Linked DNA regions of Sus scrofa: region 2 is linked to region 1. Evidence: chromatin contacts called from public Hi-C data. All regions are on one chromosome and are shown on one strand. Each heading gives the region's core, a stretch centred on a gene start, on an enhancer-like site or on the middle of the called end of the contact. The rest is flanking DNA. Distances are from core to core; before and after follow the strand shown.

The links. A called contact is a pair of places that touch in the nucleus more often than the background predicts.
Region 2: a Hi-C map of embryonic fibroblasts shows a contact between it and region 1, with 2.2 times the contacts expected there. The contact joins the promoter of TANGO2 here to the promoter of UFD1 in region 1. A contact is called at or near these places in 1 of 47 Hi-C or Micro-C datasets (embryonic fibroblasts) and 1 of 2 datasets of contacts at active chromatin or transcription factors (alveolar macrophages).

Annotation. Positions count from the first base shown.
Region 1 is chr14:51,129,630-51,137,376 of Sscrofa11.1, forward strand. It overlaps UFD1 (ubiquitin fusion degradation protein 1 homolog), which reads right to left and starts at 3,191. Exons shown (of 12, transcript XM_001929622.7): 1 at 3,046-3,191; 2 at 4-110. The coding sequence starts at 10. CDC45 (cell division control protein 45 homolog) reads left to right here and starts at 3,482. Exons shown (of 17, transcript XR_002338936.1): 1 at 3,482-3,958; 2 at 4,089-4,148; 3 at 4,808-4,900; 4 at 6,532-6,669; 5 at 7,438-7,584.
Region 2 is chr14:51,439,270-51,447,016 of Sscrofa11.1, forward strand. It overlaps TANGO2 (transport and Golgi organization protein 2 homolog), which reads left to right and starts at 4,328. Exons shown (of 9, transcript XM_001929644.5): 1 at 4,328-4,400. It overlaps ARVCF (armadillo repeat protein deleted in velo-cardio-facial syndrome), which reads right to left and starts at 767. Exons shown (of 18, transcript XM_021072783.1): 1 at 569-767.

The sequences.
Region 1 (7,747 bases), core at 1,941-4,440:
GACCTGTCATTAGGCCCGGCGAGCATGGACACAGAGAAGCAGCGGTACTGCGTGGAGAAGCGGTTCTGGAAGACCCGGGGAATTGGGTGGTCAAACATGTTGAAGGAGAACTAGAAGGAGGAAAAAGACATGTGGTTAACACAGAGCAAAGGTGCATTTCCTCCACCAACACCCAAGTAGGACACGAGAGTTGACAATGAAGAACAAGACACCCTGGAAACACCTCCCGGAGCCAGAGAACCAGAAGCTGCTTCCAGAGGCTGCCCGCCCTGTCAGTTCCACCCACCTACTCATCCCATTTTCAGATGGTCAGATCTTACTAAAAGGTAAAACTGGCCCCTTCAAGCCTGTCCTTAACCTCTTTCAGTCCCCAGTTCCCCATCCAGGCCACACCTTGCACTGGCTTTAGGGACTGGTCCTACACCTGCCCTGTCTGCACCAGGCTGTACCTCTGCTTAGAACATGTTCCCTCTCCTCTTAAATACTTATCAGTGCCCACCATCTACCAGGCTCTGACCTCTAAGCACCAGGGAGACTTCACTCTAGTGGTGTTTGCTCACCAACAAAACAGGTACAACCCCTGCCCTGGTGGGGCTGGCATTCAAGACAAGGGAACCAGGCAAAGAAAACTGCATGTCAATGTTCTGAGGACATGAGAGGGGAAGGGACAGAGAGCTTCTGGGAATGCTATTTTAAGTGGGTATCAAGAAGGAATTCGGCAGAGGCCTGAAGAAGGAGCAGGCAGAAAACAGGGAACAGTATTCCAGGCATCGAGTTGTGCACCCCTAACCCTGGCTTCTAGAACCATCTTTTTCTTTCTCCAGAACCTTCCCATCTCTGCCCAGGGTCAAAGTTCATGCCCTTCCAAAGTGCTCTCAAGTTGTACTACACCATGGCACTCCCTCCCATTCACAAGCAAAGCCAAAATTGTGGTACTGAGGCAGAATATTAACTCAGGTAGTCAGTGTAGGAGCATGGGCTTTGATTGCATTCTTTGATAGGCCAATGATTAACATTTGCGGCTTAATGGCTCCAGGGAGTAACATCTCCACAGGCCTTGTTTACTTTAGGGAGTGTACCTATGCCCAGATGGACATTAATCCCTAATCCTTTGTGACCCAGTCTGCGGAAGAAAGGGGCAAAGAAACTATGAGACTTCCACCCCTAAGACCCTGCTGGACAAAGACTAATACTGGTAATTGATCAAGGCCAATGGGAGAAAACCACATATTTCTGGACTCCACGTTGGTAACCCCCCCATCTTTAAGGGGAAAAAAACCCCTATAGGACAATAGAGAAAGGGGGCTCTTCTCCCCACTCCCAGCAGCCCTGGGAGCTATTTACTTTCCTTTAATAAAGACTTTGCTTGCTTGCTGCCTTTGTGTTGGCGGAGTTCATTCTTCAACTGCCATGAACAAGAACTTGGATTCCGGTATCGTCTTTCTGGTATCAGTACCACCACAATGCTAAGACCCCAGCTCTGAACTATAGATTATGACAAGACTCAGAAAATGTGTTGCCCAGCAACCTAGAGTCTTCTTGAAGTACTGCAATTACTGTGACATTTCAAAAAGAAAGAATATGAAATTGCACAATAGGGTATAAATCCAAAACAATGAGAAGCTGGGTCTTGAAAATATGTATTTGTACACTGACAGTCACAGGAGGGCTATTTACAAGAGCAAAGAGCTGGAAACAATCCAAACACCCATCGACAAATGAATGAAGAAAGAAAACGTGGTCCATCCATACAATGGAATATTGTTTGGCTCTAAAGAGGAAGGAAGTTCCAACATTTGCTCTAACGGTAATGAACTCTGAGGACATTCTGCTCAGTGTAATAGGCCAAACACAAAAGGACAAATACTGCGTGATTCTATTTACATGAGGTACTTAGAGTAAGTCAAATTCGCAGAGAGGAAAAAAATGGTGGTGGTGGTTGCCAGGGGCTGGGGGAAGAGGAATTGTTTAATGGGGACAGAGTTTCAATTTTTCAAGATAAAAAAGTTCTGTAGATCTACTATGCAACAATGTGAATGTACTTAACACCACTAAACTTTACACTTAAAAATGTACAAACTGGAGTTCCCGTCGTGGCTCAGTGGTTAACAAATCCAACTAGGAACCATGAGGTTGTGGGTTCAACCCCTGGCCTTGCTCAGTGGGTTAAGGATCCAGCGTTGCCGTGAGCTGTGGTGTAGGTCGCAGACGCAGCTCAGATCCCATGTTGCTGTGGCTGTGGCCTATGCCAGAGACTACAGCTCCGAACAGACCCCTGGCCTGGGAACCTCCATATGCCGCGGGAGCGGCCCTAGAAAAGACAAAAAGACAAAAAAAGGGGGGAGGAAAAAAAAAAAACAGAACTCAGTTCAACAAAATCATGGCCAGAGGCATAACAAATACACGGCGCTTCTGCTTCTGGGTGAGTGGGCGCCTCGTCACTCGAACCCCACCTCTAAGCCCTTTCTTCTGGGTGCAACACAAAAAGGACCGCGTACACAAGGTGTTGAACACCGGGTCCCAACCTGCCCTCAACCTTCCCCTTATGATCCCGACGCGGAGCGCTCAGCCCAGAGCACGAGGATACTCGCTTGTTCGGTGGACTGGGCACTGACGCACTCAGCTTAAACTCTTGACAAAGCAAACGCGCGACCCTCTGGTGACAAACAGCGGTACAGCCAGGCCTGACTTCCAAGTCTCACTCCCCCAGCCTCTACACCTCGCCCCCGCCTCCAGAGGCATCGCTGGGGCCCAGGACTGAGAGGTAAGAGGGCCAGGGGAGCCACGGGCAGCGTGGCGGCGTCGCAAGCCGGCAGGGCTCAGTTGGGGGACGGGCCCCGAGCGCCCGCGCCCTTGCCCCTCAGCCTACCAGTCCATCCAGGGCTCGTTTGAGGGAAGCCGTCACAGGTCTAGAGCCTCGAAACGGAGGGCGAAGGCGCCCGCGGAAGGCTCAGGCCGGTGAGTCGGCACCTCCTCGGCTGCACGTTCGCTCGCCGAGCTCCCGCCCCGCCCCCGGCCCCGACCCCAGCCTGCCCCGCCACTCACCATGGTGGACCCCTCGGCCTAGCAGGTGCGCTTTGCCAAAGAACGTTGCGGTGGAAGCCGACTTCTCCTCACAGCCGCCGCTACCGCCGCCGCCTCGCGCGGACATCCGGGACTCACCGGAAATACCGCACCTACACTTCCGGGAGAGGCGCGCGAGGAGGGCGCAGCTGGGTCAAGGGACAAAGGCAAAGGCGCCAGGGTACAAGGTTTCCTTGAGTGAGCGCTTAAATACCCCTTCCTTCCTAACATGTGCACTCTAGACTACCTTTCATGATTATTTTAAACTGCAGTTTGACAGTGCCCCCTCCAGAAGAGTTTGATGGGATTAACGCCCCTTCCGCTTAAGTTACCCAGAATGCACGCAGACCTCCGGCGTCTGCCGCGGCCATCCAAGACTCGGGCGGAAGTAAGACACCCTTCCGCCCTTGAACCAGGCCGCGAGCCAATTGAAATCCTAAACGGAAGCACTCTTTGATGTACACACGAATTTAATTTGCAGAGGGAAGGTTTCTTTTTTCTAGAGGTCTCAGTGAGGGGCAGTAGGCTTTTCTTCCCAAAGTAAAGATAAACACCGAGCGTCGGGTTTCCAGTTAAACGGAGTCAGCGTTAACATGCGCAACCACCAGCGCGTCCAGCCTGTGGCAGATGCCCCTTTGGGGCAGGCCGAAGTCTTCCAGCCGTGAACGGCGGAGCGCTAGTGCCCGCCCTCCAAACAGGCCAATCAGAAAGGAGAAAAGTCTGGGAGCCGAGGGTCGCTGGTTTGTCCCTGGGCCAATCGAAAGAGCCCTGATTTGGCGGGAGTCTTGACGGTTTCCGGGCTCTCGGTCCCCGCGCGCGTTCGGGCTATCCCGCCGCCGTGGCCATGTTCGTGTCCGATTTCCGCAAGGAATTCTACGAGGTGGTCCAGAGTCAGGTGATCCCTGCCTTGGGCGCCCGAGGCCTTGTCGGGGAAGGGCTGAGGGGGTGTGGCCGTGGGGGGCGGGAGGGGCCGGGATTCGTGTATAAACGCTCGGCAAACTCGCTCCCCCCCTCCCCCCCGGTAGAGGGTCCTTCTCTTCGTGGCCTCGGACGTGGACGCTCTGTGCGCTTGCAAGATCCTTCAGGTGAGGCTGCAGACCTGGCCGGCGGGCGGGGGACAGGGCAAGGGAGGGGAGGGACAGGGCAAGGGTGGGGGTCAGGGCAAGGGGAGGGGGGACAGGGCAAAGGGAGGGGGGAACAGGGCAAGGGGAGGGGCGGGGCAAGGACCCCCTCCTGGGCGAGAGCTCGGCCTGGGGCGAGGGCTCTTCCCTGGCGGGACAGTGTTGGGTGGGTTAGAGGAGAACTAAGCAGAAAGCAAGGAGACTAGTTAGTGTGTCTGCAGTAACCTAGGCTGCATCGGGGAGACCTGAGACCCGTAGCGGCTTCTTTCTGTGGGGTTTGAGGCAGAGGGCTGCGGGCACCCTGGTGTCATAAGCAGTCCCGGAGATGACGATTCTTGTTAGAAAAGGTCGCTGCACAGAGTGTAGTGTTTCCATGAACTTCGATTAGGCCCTTGGGTCAGGATCCGCTCAGAAAACCTAGGTCAGCTTTCCAACCGTGTTTTCCTTTAGTGGTTTTCAGCGAAGTTGACAGAATGGTACAGTGAACATTTGTGTGCCCATCATCAACATTTTACTAACCTTACTTTATCAGGTGTTTTTATCTTTCAACTCTTTTTTTTTTAAGTGCATTTCAAGGTAGATTGCAGACATCCTAATAGGTTTTGAAAATACTCTTTCTCCAGGCCCTGTTCCAGTGTGACCACGTGCCATATACGCTGGTTCCAGTTTCTGGGTGGCAAGAACTTGAAACTGCATTTCTTGAGCATAAAGAGCAGGTATGAGAGATGCATTTGAGAATAGTAGGCTTCTTTAGGGAGTTCCCTTCGTGGCTCAACAGTTAACAAACCCGAGGATGTGGGTTCGATCCCTGGCCTAGCTCAGTGGGTTAAGGATCCGGTGTTGCCGTGAGCTGTGGTGTAGGTCACAGACATGGCTTGGATCTGGCATTGCTCTGGCTGTGGTGTAGGCTGGCAGCCGTAGCTTTCATTCAACCCCCAGCCCAGGAACCTCCATATGCCGCAGGAATGGCCCTAAAAAGCAAAAAAAAAAAAAAAGAGAGAGAGAGAGAATGGTAGGCTTTTTAAAACTCAACTACAACTTCTTAGCACTGAGCATTCTATTTCTCTAATGTGTTGTGTATATTTTTTACTAGAAATTTGATTAGGCCCTATGGAAAAGTGAGCTATATGTCTGGGTGACTTGACTTATCCTCAAATTGTGGAGACAAAGTCAACAACGAAAAAGAGATAATGAATGTGGAGGGCTTCTAACTTTGATTAGAAGACACATTTCATTGTAAGGTGTTTGGAATTTGGCAGGTTGATTTGATAAGGCCTAGTTAAAATTATTTTAGATTAGGGAGTTCCCACTGTGGCTCAGTGGTAATGAATCTGACTAGTATCTATGAGAACTCAGGTTTGATCCCTGGCCCTGCTCAGTGGGTTAAAAATCTGGCGTTGCTGTGAGCTGTGGTATAGGTTGCAGATGCAGCTCAGATCTGGTGTGTCTGTGGCATAGGTCAGAAGCTGCAGCTCTGATTCAAACCCTAGCCTGGGAGATTCTATCTGCCACAAGTACGGCCCTAAAAAAGACAAAAAACAAACAAAAAAATTATTTTAGACTAGAGTACTGTTTTACGTTTATCTTTCTAAGAAGATGAATCCCAGTTTCCAGGTGGGAATCTAGGAACATAACTTTTCCCTTGCAGTGTAAGCAGTAAAGGCTGGGACTCCTCCCACCTCTGCATGGGGCCATGATGAGAGCGGGCACGTCTCCGACCTCACAACCCCCCCCCCCCCCCGCTGCCCAAGGAGGGGCTGGAGTGTGCATGAGGGTCACTGGAGTTTCTGGCCAAGATACATCCTCACCTGGAGCGCCTATCATCGCAGGAGGGAACTCTACCAACTCAGCATTACAAGGAAAGGACTTTTTATAGTGACAGGATGTAATAAAAGGCTTAGCTTAATATTTAGGTGCTTGTTAGTTGTGGGCTATGCAAGGATTGCTAGCAATTTAAGCCTATACAACACAATTAGCACGGAGAAGCAGTTCATCACAATAGAGTGTCAGGTCAGGAGAGGCCCGGTTACACATATGACCTCTTGGTCTGTCCACCTCAGCTTCTACACCCCATGTGTGAGTCTCAAGTATGCTCAGCCTCTGTCTGCTCCTCACTGAAGCAGGGACACCGTAGGACTCCCCTTACAGTGTCGTGGAAATGAAATAGCGCACAGAGCTGTTAAACACTTGGCACAGGCCAGCCTCGGCCACAATGGACCCCTCGTCATCGGGGCCTCGCCAGCTGGCAGAGGCTGGGTGCCGTTCAGTAGGGCTCAGGCCTCATGCTGCAGACAAACAGGCTCCTCCAGGTGCTCGCTCACTCATGGTGCCCCTCTTCTTTTTCCAGTTCCATTACTTCATCCTCATAAACTGTGGCGCTAACGTGGACCTATTGGATATACTTCAACCCGATGAAGATACCATATTTTTCGTGTGTGACACTCACAGGCCAGTCAATGTTGTGAACGTGTACAATGATACCCAGGTAAGCAGGCCTTTGGGGCCCTGAGTTCTATCCATCTGTCTGTTCCCTTTTTGTGCATGGACAGCACTGCATCTGGTGTTCTTGGCAAGGAGCATGGCCACCTCTCCAGTAGGAGCTGGAGCAGCCTGAAGATGAGAACCCGGTCTTGTCCATCCTGGATGAGAAACACAGCATATACCCTGGAAGTGCTCAGAGTGCATGTATGGAACTTGCTCGACCTGGGAGGTGTAGGGACCAGAACCCTACCCTGAGTCTTTGCTCCCAGTTCAGGCCAACCCAACCTTAGTGAATATCAGGAGACCTCAGAGATGCCCCTAAATGGGGCAGGGACGTGCCCTACTTATCCAGGGCGGTATAGGGACCAGGTGTGAGAGGCCATGGTGAGCCTGGCTTGGCTCTGACTCACTTGCTCCTGGAGCCTGAGCAGAGCAGCCACCTAGCCCTTCTCTGAGTCTCCACAGTCTCTGTGTCCTCTGTCCGAGGCCAAGTTGCAAGGCGTTCACTTTGGTGGCTGTGTGTGTGGCCTGAGAGGGACCTTTTTCCCAGACTTAAGGGACTATACCTGTACCTCTGTGCACCATGTGGCACACAGATCCCAGTGCCTCACTGAGCAGAAATGAAGATGAGAAAACATCTAAGAGTCTGAGTTCTCACGTGGGGCTCTGCTACACAGGCCAGTCAGGAAGTAAGATTTTGTAAGAGATAAACACTATGGATAGTTTTTGGTCAAGGAGAGAGGAGGTTTATTGCTTTTTGTTTGAATCTTAGATCAAACTGCTTATTAAACAAGATGACGACCTGGAAGTTCCTGCCTATGACGACCTCTTTAGGGATGAAGAGGAAGATGAAGAACATTCAGGAAACGAAAGCGATGAGGGGTCAGAGCCTTCTGAGAAGCGCACACGGTTAGAGGAGGTGGGTTCAGGCCTCTCACCATGATCTTGAGGAACTCGGGGGTTGCTCCTGAGGTCAGAGAGCAGCCCGAAGCCAAAGGCCTTGGCAGAGCTGGGGGGCAGCAGGCACGGCTGCTGACTCAGGGCTCTCCTCTCCCCTGGCTGTGCGGCCTTGGGCAGGTTTC
Region 2 (7,747 bases), core at 3,078-5,577, 310 kb after region 1:
GCTCCGAGTGAGGGGAACGAGCCTCATCCAGGAGCCTGGGGTCCCACCGACTGGACTCAAGGGTAGCGAGGGAGGGGGATCCACTGGGGGGGCTCCAGGCACGGACCCCGGGCAGCGTCCCCTCTCTTGTCCTCTGGGCGGCGGGAGCAGCGCCACACGGGGACATCCCCTTGGCCAGGCAGTGCCAATGTCTCCCGGCAGCGTGCAGCCCCAGGAAAGTTCCTGGCCCCCGGGCCCCTCCGCCAATGGAAAGTTTCCGTGGGTGCTTGGCGCCGACTTGAGGCGCCGGGTCGAGCGGGGAGAACACGGCTTCAGTTGGGCCGCAGCTACAGGGGCGCACGGCCGGTCGGGCAGGACCCGAGGCCGCGCACAAAGGGACCCGCCCCCGCCGGTCCGGTGTCTCGCGCACCGCGGTGTGGGTGTGGTGAGAGTGGGGCGGAGCTGGGCTGGACCCCCGGCTCAGACCCCCGCCCAGATCTCGTCTCCCGCTCCAGCCCTGCCCTGCCCTGCCCTGCCCTGCCCGCAGCCCGGGTCCCGGCCCCAACCCCGGTTCCCGGCCTGAGCCTACCTGGAGCGCGACGTGGGCGGCTCCGCAGCGCGGCCCCCGGCCCAGACTGGCGTCCCCGGGTCCCTCGGCGTGCGGCGTCCTCGGGCGGGCGCAGGTGGTCGTCCGGGGTCTTCAGCTCGCGCGGCTGCGGAACCCACCCTACGCGTCCAGTGCAGCCCTGACCCGCCCTCCGCCCCTCGCGCGGCCCGTGCGCAAAGCAAGACTGCCGGCGCCGCGACCCTCGCCCCGCCTCGCCGCCACCAGTGCTCCCATTGGTCGGGAGGCCCGGCAGCCGGCGCCGATTGGACGAGTGTGGGGAGACGCCAGCTTTCCATTGGGTCCTCGGGGTGTCAGTCTCCGCCAACAACGGCCCCTCGTGGAGTGGCGGAGGCCCTGGCACCTGCCGGGACCGCTGCGGCGGTAGCCGGGCCCGCGGACCGCCCTCTCCCGCCGGCCGCCCCCTCCAGGCCGCCTTCGAGGACGTCTCTGTACCGTCCGGCCCGAGCAGGGAGGGGGCAGGCCCGGCGCCCCATTCCCAGACTCGGGCCAGGTCATCTCCATCACCACCCCCAGTTCGCAGGTATCCTCAGCGGCTGCTGTTGGCTGGGCACTACGCGCCGCGCCCGCGCGTTGACATCAATTGTATTACCCACAATCTGCGAGGGAGCGTTCTGCCGCCCTCCCATCTAACAGGAAACCCAGGCTAGGAGAGATTCTCGCTTGACTTAGGTCACCGGGGCTCCAACCCAGTCTCCGGGGCCTGAGGGCTCTCCCACCCTCAAAGCGCCAGGGTTCCCACTGTGGAGGCCTGAGTGGGTGGGGCCTGCAGTATTTCCAAGAGTAGAAAGGGACCCCTCAGGGAACAGAGGTTTTCCTCCCCTATCAGGCCTGAATCTACATACACCGTCGGTGTAGCAGAGATTGGCCTTCCTCACCCTGCTCACCACATGGCCACAGGTCTGGGCCTACAGGAGGAGTTTGTGCATTCTTAGTCCCAGCTTCCTGGTGTCCATTTCTTCTGCCCTACCTGGGATCGTGCAGGATCTCTGTGGGGCTCAGGCACCTGAATTGAGTTTAGCACAGGTTACATTTCCCTGCCACGTGGAGAGCAGGCACCCACCGGGTCCCTGCAATGACACCAGGCATACAGGTGACCGCAAATGGGACCATAACCCTAGGCCAGCTCCACTTAACTTTGGAGTGTGTGTGGATGCCAGTGGGGATGCTGCTTGTTTAGGGCTGTTTCAGGGGTCTCTGATCAGTGAGCCTAGCTCTTGTGTGGTTCTAAGCCTTTCCTGCCCTGGTTGCACCTGGAGATGACCAGATCCTCAGCTCACCATGCTCCCCAAGGCTGCCCAGAGCCACCAGCCCATGACAATGCTATGGGGCGGGGGGCATTCATGTCTCATCCATCCACGTCAAGGGTCCAGTGTGTTCACCCAGTAGTCACTTGGTCAGAACAAAGAAAATGAAATGATTTGGAGCCAGAATTCACCACTGGTACCACATTGGGTCCCCCTGTGCCCTGGCACATGTGTCAAATCAACCACAACAGCCATTCAGAGCTAGACAGACACAGCCAATCAACTGGAATTGGCACTGGAATTGTCACCAGCATTGGATGTGACAACCATTGGCATCCTGGCACAGGGATGTTGCTGGAAGCTCTGGGTGGGCAGAGTGAAGAGTCCCTCTCTAGAACACAAGGGCCCTTTCCTATATTTAGGGGTGGATTTGATTAGCCTTGTGATCTCTCCAGGGGCACTGGGCCCTTGTCCTCCTGCAGCCCCTCCTCTCTCAATGATCTTGTGGGTCCAGCACCACCCCTTCCCTACCACTTGCTGATGGTGGCAAGAGGGGTTGGACAGACCTCTGCTGAGAGAGCAGAGGGGAAAATTGTGCACCAAAATCAGCCCAAGTGAGGACTCCGTCCTTTTCCCTCATCCCCACCCCCCTCATCCCCACCTCCCTCATCCCCACCCCCCTCTTTTTACTGTGTTCCAGAGGTCTGTCTGCTCCCAAGCTGGATCACCAGCTGCATACAGGGGATCAGGGTGGGCAGTGCCAGTTCCAAGAGGACTCAGGGCCCTTGTTTGGCAGTGGACCCACCATGACCCAGGCTGCAAATGGGGGTTGGGAACAGTCAGAAGGCAGGGCAAATGGCCTCTACCCCTAGCGCACTGCCACAGGGACCAGTAGCCCAGTCTTCTCCCTCTCTCCCATTCTCTCTATCTGGCTTCTGGCCATCTCTGTAGGGACATCCCTTGGGCACATGAGGAAAGCTGCCAGAAGAAAAAGTTCTCAGGAATAACTCCCCAACAGTTGCAGATGTTCAGAGATCAAAAGGGTGACCACACAAGGTGATGAGCTCCCCATGTAAGGATGTATATAGAGGTGGCATAGCAGTAAACTCCTTGCAGCCCTGTGACCCCCACCTTAACCTGTCTCATTGGCCCATGGCAGAGTGGGATTTAAACCTCTATCCTACCCATGCATGACTGCATCCCTTTTGCAGGTAATGGGAAAGCACTGCTCAGCAGGGATTGGCCAGTCTGTGTCCCACCCCTCTAAGGCGTGTGACCCATGGTTTGGGGCACCACTCTACAGCTTCTGCTCCATCCCCAGGGCATGGTGACTTGCTTCCAAGCCCCAGGTCCTGCTTATCCAACACCACCTCCTCTTGGCTGGACCACATGATCCAGCTGCCAGGAGGGAAATCACTGGCACCCACCCAGCATGATTCTGTTGCCAGATGGCTCGAGGGAGAACTGTGTGTCTTGTTGGGTTTGCTGCCTGTTGGCCTTGAGTCCTTGAGAATTGGGAGTCCTTGGCTTCCCTGCCTGCAAAGGGCTTCTGTTGAGTTCTAGGAGGAACACAGATGAGATGGTGAAAGAGTGGGGTGCCATGAGGCTTTGGGGACATCATGCAGGTTTGGGTTAGACTCTTGCCTGTGCTTACTAGCCAGGCCTTTGCCCTCTCTGAGCACCAGTTTTCACAGGGTGTCAGCGCTCCAAGTCAGGATCAGGGCACCTATGTCCTCAACACAGGGCTGTGGAGCTAATCCAGCCAATGCCACTTGCCTCCTTTACTTTTGATTTCAAACAGGTGACATACATAACTGCTCTGAGCCTCCATGTTTGCATCTGTAAAATGGGATAAATGAGAGTTGTGTCTTGGAACAATGGGTTTAGAACACTTAGCACATTGTTATTAAATATAATTGTCATCTCTGTCATAGTTTGCTGAGGGCCCACTTTGGAGCAAGCCCTGCACTCAGGCCCCAGACATAGCCCAGCGGCCAATATGAGCTGGGAGCCCAGTGATTGACCATCTTGTTGCCAAGGCCCCAATCAGCGCTCCTCCCCTGCCTCTTGCTCATTTGCAACCCGGTGCAAATCAGGCCAGCAGCTCCTGCAGAACAGGCCCGAGGTGGGTTAAAGGCTGCGGTGGCCGATCCAGGGTCTGTCCTGAGGGGGCAGGGATGTCGGAGGTCGAGGTTGCAGTGAGAAAGATGGCCAGTCCAGGAGGCACGGACTGAGCGGACGGGGTGTGTCCGAATGTAAGCATCCCTACAGAACCTTCATCAAGAGCCGGGGCTAGCTTCCAGAGCCGCGGGGGTCACGAGGCGCAGCCCGAAGGTTGGCGCAACCTCGGGGGCGGGGCGCCGGGAGGTGCAGCCGGGAGCGACGGCGCGCTCAGCCAAAGGTAACCGGCCTCGCGGGGCGAGGCCCCGCCTCTCCTCGTTTAGCCCAATGGTGAGCGCGCAGACGGTGGGGGGCGGGGCCTGAGCGTGGCGGCAGCGCGCGGGCGCGGTACCCGGAAGTCCGCGGCGGCGGCGGCGGCGGCGGAGGTGGTGAGTAGTCGGCTGGCGGCGGACTGCGTTTCCCGCTTGGCTCGGGTCTCGGACTCTGGGCTTGGGGCACCGACTTGAGGCTTGTTGGGGCGCGGACTGGGGGCTCGGGGCGCCGACTTGGTGCTTGGGTTGCGGACTCTGGGCGTGGGGCTCGAACGCGCGGGGCGGACTCGGGTAGCGGCCGCCCCTCCCGTCCTGCCTCAGTTTCCCCTTCTTGAGGCGGAGAATGCAAGTACAGCGGCCGGTCCCTGGAGGCCAAGCTGACCCCTGCCGACGAAGCGTCCCTAGCGTTCCCGGAAGGCGTTTCCAGTGGCCCCGCCGGGATGGGGCGCGGGCCCCGCAGTCAGGGCCGGTGTTCCTCAGGGAGGCAGACTGGAGGTCCGGGAGCTGCCAGGTCGTTGCAGAGTGAGAGTGGGTGGGCAACGCGTCTCTTGGCCCCAGAACCCTGAGTCACGATGCTCCCTCCCTCTGCTGCGGGTAACAGCTGATGTCTATCTGAGGAGGCAGCAAGTGCCAGGTCATCCATTCGCCTGGACAAGGCCTTCCCTCGGTGGCCAGGCCTCCCCCCGCAGGGCATTAGGGGAGGAGGCTGGGCGGGGTTGCACACAGGGCAAGGCCTTGCAACCACTGGTCTTTAAGACCCTTTCTCACTCCAGCAATTCCCACGCCTCCTTCTGGGCCATAGCTTTGGCCTGGGCCTTCTGTCCCTGAGCTGGTCCCTGAGCCCCAGGCCCTTGTCTGTCCTCCACTGAGAATGTCATATGGTCAGCCAGGCCTACCCTGTCCTCCTGCTGCAGACCTGCCCACTGATGTTTTGCTGTTGCTGTTTCCATGCCGCAGCTGTTAGGGGCGCCTGCAGCTGGTGGCTCTTGGGAAGTGCTTTCTCCTGCTTGTTCCTCTGTCCTCTGGGCAGGCTTTTGGGGCAAGTGTTTGTTGGCTAGACACCATTCACAGTTGAAGAAAACTCAGTCTGAGGGGCAAATCGTGTTCCCAAGATCACTCAGAGCCAGGGCTGGTCCTCCCCTCCTGAGCCCCTCTCCCAAGAACCTTTTTGTAGCAGGTATCCTGTCGGATGGGTGGGGGCACTGGAGAGGGTGGCTGTGTTGGTCGGTGGACACAACAGAGCCTCTGTACCCTGTTCCCAGGGCTCCCAGTGGGCAGAGAATGTTGCCCTGGTGCTCCCACCCCCTTGGGCCCCTGACGATTCACTTCAAAAGCACAGGTCCCCCAGTTCTGGGGCTTTGTATTACTAGTCCAGAAAAAGCAAATGCAGACCACTGACTGTCAGCTCTGCCCTATTGCCCAGCCCCTGAGCTGTTCTTACCACCTCATGCTTCCTTTGTGTCCTCTTTTGTGGCCTGTCACTTTGATCATGTTTTACCCTGGGTGTAATTATGCTCCATGTCCTGGAGTCTTACCTCTGTGCTGGCTGCTGCTCTAGAGGTCACCTCCTGGTTCCTGCTCACCCACCCGTGGGTGCTGCTTCTGAAGATGTGAGTGGCACAGGGCAGGGAGGCTGGGTGGACTGCTGCAAGCAGGCCCTTGCTTGTCACTGACACCCCGGATGTGTGAGGTGAGGACTGGGTATGGTAGCACATCAGCCAGTGTGAGAAGATAGTTTGTGGGTCTGGACCTTGGTTTGGTGATCTGCTCTGTGAGAATAAAGCCCCCTCCCCCGCCAAACCACTGAGTTCCCTTTTCAGGGTATTCATGTAGATTTTTTTCCCCCTTAACTTTCTTTTTTAGGTTACAAAAACAGTGAATACACATTTAAAACTAAAAGGAACAGCCCCACCTCCTGGTGTTGGCTGGTATTCCTGAGGACCATGCCGGCTGTGAATAAGCACTTGCTTCCGTTCTCTTTTGAGGGGCTGGTTGGCCCCCTTCCTCCGGGCTGGCCCCTGGCTTATGGGGAAGCCATGTTCCTGCCAGGAGGGGCCAAGGCGCGAGGCAGGCCAGGGGCCGGGGCTCTCGGCAGCTCTCTCTGCCCGGCATTTGTTTGCCCTTGTGATACTTGCTGTGAGGTTGAATTAGTGTTTCTAAAGGAACTCGATCTCAGGAAAGAGTGTTGCTGTAGGAAATGTGGTGAAATGCCACTTATCACCCAAAACGACAACGTGCAGATTGTGGATTTAGCCCTCAGTCATGGGTGGGAGGAGGGTGGGGCATTGGGGTCCAGCTACTCTGAACGGTTGGGATGATTAGGATGCCTGGGCTTTCTCAGGCAGGCTGGGAACAGCAACTCTGTGTTCCCATGTGTTTACCTCCTCTGCTGGCAGCCACTGGGGGGACATCATGCGTCACATGGAAAGAGCAGCTCCTGCTTTGGAGACTGGCTACAGGGGCTGCCACAGCAGGGGACAGTGACAGTGGGGTGTGGGGAGGTGAGGTGCCTGGGCTCCTGGATGTAAGATCAGATGGACAGTGGCTAGCCTTGATGGCGCACCCCACATTTGCCGTGCTGGGCTCGGTCCCCCTCTGCCCCAGCCCTGAGGGGCAGCCTGGAGGAGGATACTGATTTGCCAGGATGTGGAGCCTCACTTTGCCTGCATCCCTGCCATTCCTGCTGTCTGACCAGCATGTCCCCTGTGCCCGGGTGCGCCGTTTGGCTTTTCAGTGGACAAAGGGGAGCATGCCCCGAGGGCAAGGCCCCCACCTCACAGTCAGGTGGTTCCCTGAGTGGGTTGTCCTTGCTCTGGGCTGTGCTCTACCCTGTTTGGAGGAGCTCTGACCCAGGGCTGGACCGGTTCTTGTCCAGTCTCCTGTGAATCGCTTTTCCTCTGGCCTCTCCTGCCACCTGTCCCCCCCCCCCCAAATATCTCCCAGCCACAGGGAAGGAGGGCAGGCTCTGCCCACTTTGTTCTTATGGGCAGCTTTCTGGGTGGACAGTCCAGTTTTCTCAACATAAACCTTGTTGACTGGAAGGTGCACCTTTTGAACGTCCAACTCCATGGATGGTGCAAATGAGCCGGGCCACGCAGCTACCATCCTTATCAGGGCGTGGACACCAGCACCCAGATGTCTCATCGTGGGTCCCCATTTCCCCTGGCCAGGTGGCCTGCCCTGACTTCTGTCCCCACACCGGAGCCTTGCTTTTTCCTCACCTTGTGCAGGCTCGAGTGATGTGCTCTTGTGGGCGGGGCCCCCACTCTGCTCCACACTGCTTGGACAGGCGGACTCCACTGTGGACACACACCAGATCGGTCAGTTTCACAGGCTTCCACGAAAAGCCAGTAGAGGGACTTGCCCTGCAGACACCTGTGTTGGAGTCCAGGGTCCAAGGTGCTGCGTGACGGGCATTCAGTGGATGGCTGACTCACGAATGATGAGAAGCATTGGGTCCGTGC